Linked DNA regions of Sus scrofa: region 1 is linked to region 2. A link is a contact called in public promoter capture Hi-C data. All regions are on one chromosome and are shown on one strand. The core of a region is the stretch at or near the end of the contact, and the rest is flanking DNA. Distances in the headings are between cores, read along the strand shown.

The links. Promoter capture Hi-C pulls out the DNA fragments that hold promoters and counts their contacts.
Region 1: a promoter capture Hi-C map of liver shows a contact between it and region 2, with 4 times the contacts expected there. The contact joins the promoter of RCC2 here to the promoter of SDHB in region 2. A contact is called at or near these places in 1 of 5 promoter capture datasets (liver), 1 of 47 Hi-C or Micro-C datasets (liver) and 1 of 2 datasets of contacts at active chromatin or transcription factors (alveolar macrophages).

The regions. Positions count from the first base shown.
Region 1 is chr6:76,012,943-76,015,818 of Sscrofa11.1, reverse strand. RCC2 (protein RCC2) reads left to right here and starts at 1,619. Exons shown (of 13, transcript XM_021095430.1): 1 at 1,619-1,729; 2 at 2,875-2,876.
Region 2 is chr6:75,676,822-75,679,752 of Sscrofa11.1, reverse strand. SDHB (succinate dehydrogenase complex iron sulfur subunit B) reads left to right here and starts at 1,642. Exons shown (of 8, transcript NM_001104953.1): 1 at 1,642-1,713. The coding sequence starts at 1,642.

The sequences.
Region 1 (2,876 bases), core at 370-2,869, 340 kb before region 2:
TCAGTTAGTTAGCTCTGCTCAGTTGATCTTTCAACGGGGATGAGTTCCCTGACCCCAGAACAGGATGAAGTCCCTTGCCATGACAGCCCTACATAGGTCTTTCTTTGCAAAGCTTAGGTAGGGGAGAAAAAAAGCTTCCCCCCTCCACGTTCTCTCTTGGCTCAGCCGGTTAAGGATGTGGCATTGTCACTGCTGTGGCTCTGGTTACAGCTATAGCACATAGCACCAGTTCAATCCCTGGCTGGGAAACTTCCATATGGCACGGAAGTGGCAAAAAACCCCCCAAAAAACAAAAAACCAAACTTTACCTCAAGCCTCTTTTCTGGCTGTGTTTGAAAGTTATGCTGACAATGACTTTTTTTTTTTTGGCCACACCCACAGCAATAAGTTTCTGGGGCCAGGGATCAAGCCCGCACCACAGCAGTGATACCAGGTCCTTAACCCACTAGGCCACCAGGGAACTCCTTAAACAGATTAACAGGAGCAAAGCATACACATTTATTTTAACCTAAGCTTTACAAGACAAAGGCAACTTCATAAGGAAATGAAGACCCAAAGAAAGAGATCTGTGTATTTGTCTGCTAGGTCTGATAAAAGAGTGGACAGTCTAGCTGACTCGGAGAGGTTAAGGAGCTTGAGGTGAATTGTAATAGACTGGAGGAAACGTAGCAAGGCTTGTTTATCAGGATTCTTCCTGGTGTTCCTTTGTCTTCAAAGATAAAGGTGTTTCTGTCCTCCTGGTATGGGGAGGGCACCTCTCACCTGAGGGTTTTAGGACTGGTTTGGGGAAGAAGGGTGGGGGGAGGGGGAGGTTAGAGTGTCCTTCCTGCTCCTGCGGGTTTTGCCAGCACTCTTTCAGTTGAAAATATTCAATATGCCAAGGTGGCGTACTTTGGGGTAGGATGTCTTGAACCCCATCACTTACCACACTTGGAATTACTTGTTTAATTATCTCCCTTTCCCATTAGACTGTGCATGCCACTAGGACAGAAATCTTATTCTCAAGCTTTGTGTCCCCAGACCTAGCACTGTGTACCTTGCATGTACTGAGGGCTCAGTAAATATGTGTCCAAAAATGAAGAATTTCCATCAAGACTAGCCTCCTGTGCCTCCCTGGCCTCCAAATTAATTACTAATAATTCACTAACATATGTAACTCTATACCATGTAACAGAACCTTGCTACATACTGGGACACATCCATAGCCAAATAAAATACAGCTTTTCTCTGCACAGGAGAAAATTATTCAAATTGCATTCATCTTTCACTCCAATCACTCAATCAGGGCACGTCCCTTGTTGGCGGCTTTAGTGAGCAAAGTAACTATTTTCCAGCGACTGTCCTCAGGTGACCTGTCTAGACACGTCCGGGGAAAAACAATCTAACATTCTCCTAACCCCAAAGAAATCTCTGACGCGCAGGACGCGCTGCGTAGAAGGCCCAAGGCGAGCTGGGCCGCCTGCGAAATGCCTGCGAAACGCGCAGGACCGGGGAGTGAAGTCTGGCGGCGTGGCGCCCGGCGCAGGCTCCGGTGGGCCGGGCTGCCCCGCGGGCGCGGGCGGGGGCCGGGCCGCCGCGGGGTCCGCCCGCCAGCAGGGGGCGCGCGCGCCCCGGGCCCCGCGCCGCCCGCCCCGCCGCGCGCTCGCTTGCCTCCCGGCCGCACATGTGTTTCTGTTTTGTGTTGTAGCATTTGTTCTGGAAGCTCGTATTTACATTTTAAGTGTATCTGGTGAGTGGGCTGGAGCCCTCGTCTGGGCTGGGGGGGAAAAAAAGCCGTTTGGTTCGTCTTTTAGCCGCTCTTTCTTTTTCTCTCCGGTTTCGCATCACTCCAACCAGGTAGGAGCTGAAAATGAAAATCCACAATGATCAGTTTGCGGGGTCTGGGAAAGTTTTTTTTTTTCCCCTTTTTTTTTTCTTAAGAGGGGAAAGGTAGGAGGAAAAAAACTGGGGAAGGGGGGTTGGGAGGAATTGAATGAATAAAAAGGGGAAGGAAGGCGGACCCACGTGGTTTAATCGGAGACAGACAGAGATCCCATTGTTCAAAATCAATTAAAAAAAAAAGAAAAGCAGACAGGGCGAAGACGCAGGGACGCTGGGGGAAAGTAGCGGTGGAGCGGGGCACTTTGCAGCCGGAATCGCAGGGACCCGCTGAGCTGCACGCTCCGGGAGGGGCCGGGAGAGAGTTGGGCACCATTAAAGTTTAATTTTTGTGTCTGTGCGAGCAGGTGTTTTGGGCTGGGGGCCCGCTTTATTCGCGCCACCTCCCCACTGACCCGCGGGGGGCAGCCCACCCGGAGGGATTCGGCTAATTAGAGCCCTAGGTCGGAACCCCCAGTCTGAGGCGGAATTGGGGGCTCACGCGGGGGTTCGATAGAATTGCATTTGAGTGGGCTTGGGGGGGGGTGCGGAGACAAAAGCAGCAGGTGGGGCAACCGGGGAGGGGGGAGTTCCTTCACCACCCGAGGAGCCAAAAGGGGATCTTTGAAGTGTCCCGAAGCCTCCTCTAATTAAAACCCAGGAGATCAGAGACTCCCTCTTGCTTTCCCTTCACTTTTTTGGGAACCTGGCTGCAACTGTGATGCGATGTAGGCAAACATAACTTGAGGATGGGCCGGGGGCTCTCCATTTTTTTTCTTTCCTTGAGCGGATTGCAGTCGGGGACCTGGGCTCCCGTGCGGGATTCCCCAGAGGAGGCGCGCCGGGGCCCGGGAGGGGTGCGATTTCCTCCCGGCTCGCCCCCTCTCCGCCCACCCCGCGGCCGCCACTTTGGGGAGGGCAGGGGAGGAAGTGGAGGCCGGTGGCTCGGCTGGCTCCCCTCCCCCCGCGCAGTTTATAACCCGTCCATTGTGCGCCGCTGCCCCGTGTCTCCTCCAGCG
Region 2 (2,931 bases), core at 393-2,892:
CAGAGCCACAGCAACACAGGATCCCAGCCACGTCTGTGACCTACACCACAGCTCACGGCAACACCAGATCCCAGGCCCACCGAGCAAGGCCAGGGATGGAACCTGCAACCTCATGGCTCCTAGTCGGATTCGTTAACCACTGCACCACGACGGGAACTCCTAACCTCAATTCTTTTAAAAGGTGACTTTTATATGTCGAAAACAAGTGGGCAGGAATTCCCTCCGTGGCTCATGGGGATTGGCAGCATCTCTGGAGTCCTGGGACACAGGTTCAATCCCCAGCCCGGCACAGTGGGTTAAGGATCCAGCACTGCTGCAGCGTAGGTCACGTCTGTGGCTCAAATCTGATCCTTGGCCAGGGATGCTATGGGGAGGCCTAAAAAACAAAAACAAAAACAAAACAAAAGCAAGTGGGCCAAGAAGGGAAAACATCATCCTGGGAGATACAGGGAACTGCAAAGTTAGCTAACTACATAAACTGCCAGAGCTGACTGAAGAGACTGAGACAGGAAGGACAAAAGCCACACCTGCCCAGGTAATTGAGTTCCCAGAGTGAGGTGGGCTCTGAGATAACCCATGCAGAGGTCTGGATAAAGCAGCTGATATGACTGAAATAGAAAGTTAAGGAGCTTCTGTCATGGCTCAGTAGTTAACAAATCCAATAAGGAACCATGAGGTTGTGGGTTCGATCCCTGGCCTTGCTCAGTAGGTTGAAGATCCCGCGTTGCCGTGAGCTGTGGTGTAGGTTGCAGATGCGGCTCAGACCCCTAGCTTGGGAACCTCCACATGCCGCGGGTGCGGCCCTAAAACAGGCAAAGTCAAAAAAGAAAAAAAAGAAAGAAGAAAAGTTAAAATACGCACACCTCTTTCATAAAAAGACTGCTTTGAGTATTAAGATGAATCATAATGCTTGGCACATAGTAGGTGTTCAAGAAATGGTTTCTAACGCTAACTGACTGATTGAGCCATCCTGGGTTCCCTTCTCGCTCCTCTTTTACAGAACAGAACTTACCGTATTACAATTGTCTGGTAAGTTTGGTGAGGGCGGCACCGGTGCCCGGCTTGCTCACGCACTGTAGTACCCAGCACCTGGCACATAGTGGTGCTCCATACGTATTTTTGAATGAATGACACCTTTGCCCTTGATCGTTGAAGTCCCCTCGGACTCCAACATTCCTGATTTGCCCCGGACTGAGGGGTTTCTTGGGAGGCAGCAGTGCTGAAACCCGGTCAGTCTCGGGCAAACCGCAGTTGAGTGACATGATAGATAAATTTTCAGGAAGAAAGGGGTTAAAAATCGGGAGAGGACGAAGATCGAATGGCTCCGCCCACTTAGGCTGTAGCCCCACCCCTTACCACGGCCCTCCCTCCCTGGCTCCGCCCCTTCCTCTGGGAAGGTCACCTTCGAACGCGGGAGACTAAGTGGGCATGCGTCCGGCCCACGGCAACTACGCCCGTTCTTGCAGGCTTTCTCCGCCTTCCCTCCACCCACTCGGGAAACCGGAAGCCACCTCCCACTCGGTGGTTCTGAGCAGCTAGCGGGTCCTCGGTGGACGCTGGCTCGGCGCCGCGGTGCTCGGTGGGACAGCGGCGGAGAGTGCCCTCGGGGTGAAGGGGTGGGGCTCGACGTCAGAAACCAAAATGGCGGCGGTGGTCGCGGTCTCCTTGAAACGCTGGTTCCCGGCCACAACCCTTGGCGGAGCCTGCCTGCAGGTGAGCACCCGCCCCGGGCGGAGGGGGCGAGCCAGGCATGAAGGTCACGGAGACGGCTTGCAGTGGGGAGGGCAGCGGAAGGGCTGAGGGAGCACAGGGCCAGGCCTCGAGGAGGACAACCCGCTCCCACCCGCGCAGTGCTCTAACTCTGGTCGGGAGCGTTCCTGCCGGTTATCTTTCTGCACCTTTCTGCAGCCCGTGAATTGGTCAGGGCGGAGAGGGTTTTTTAGACACAAGAAAGAGAAGTTCGGAGAGGGAACTGGAATTGCCCAAGGTCACATGGCGAGCGAGTGTCTGTTGGGAAGCATAATTCGAATCCGACCATTTGGCCTCCGAGCCCTTTTTCTGACTCCTTTGGGAAAGACAGACCTGCCGGAGCGCTAAGGATAAAACTGGGAGGCGAGGTCACTCCTCCAGGGTGCTCAGTAAAGAGGGAAAGGGCGGGTGAATTGTTGGGGCCAAGGGAACAGAAAAATGGAAGGTAATCCGCTTGATGCCCTGAGGATATGAGTCTTCGTAAAGCAGAGTCATCCGCTCTGAATCTCTACCTGTAAAGGGCGTACCGACCTTATCGAGCTTGGCACTGCTCTTATTTACGTTCTTCAGGGTGCATCCCTTGAGTTGTCAGGAAGCTACACACTTGTGATCTGCATTCAAAATGGGAGGAAGGGAAATTGCCATCGCAATTTGTGTATGTAAATCCCTTTCAAATCTTTTTCGTCCTTTGGGCTCCTGAAAAAACCCTGTAAGATGGACAAGCAGGAATTCTTACCTCCATTTTAGAGTTTGGAAAACTGAGGCCTCAGAAAGTGGTGTTTTGGGTTTTTTTGTGTTTGTTTTTTTACTTGTTCAAAATATCACAGCCAAGAATGGGTTGATCCAGGACCAGACCCCAGTGTTTTGATCTTTGTATGTGAAAAACTCCTAGCATAGATCTGCCCACAATAGAGGTACAAGAATTATGAATTCCCCTCCTCTTCCTGCACCTCCATGAGAACATATTCGCTGGCATATGGCCAGTCTTCTAACACCAGCTCTTTGCAATATGCTCTATGTGAACTCAGACAGGTCATCTCGCAGCCTTCTGAGAAGTAGGGCTGGGGATGAAAACTGCCTACCAGCATCTTAAGCTGAGCGTTAAATTGGTGATTGATAATGACCTTGTTTACAGCTCTTTTATACTTGCTGAGCAAGCAGTTAGGTTGTGAGAGTCCCACC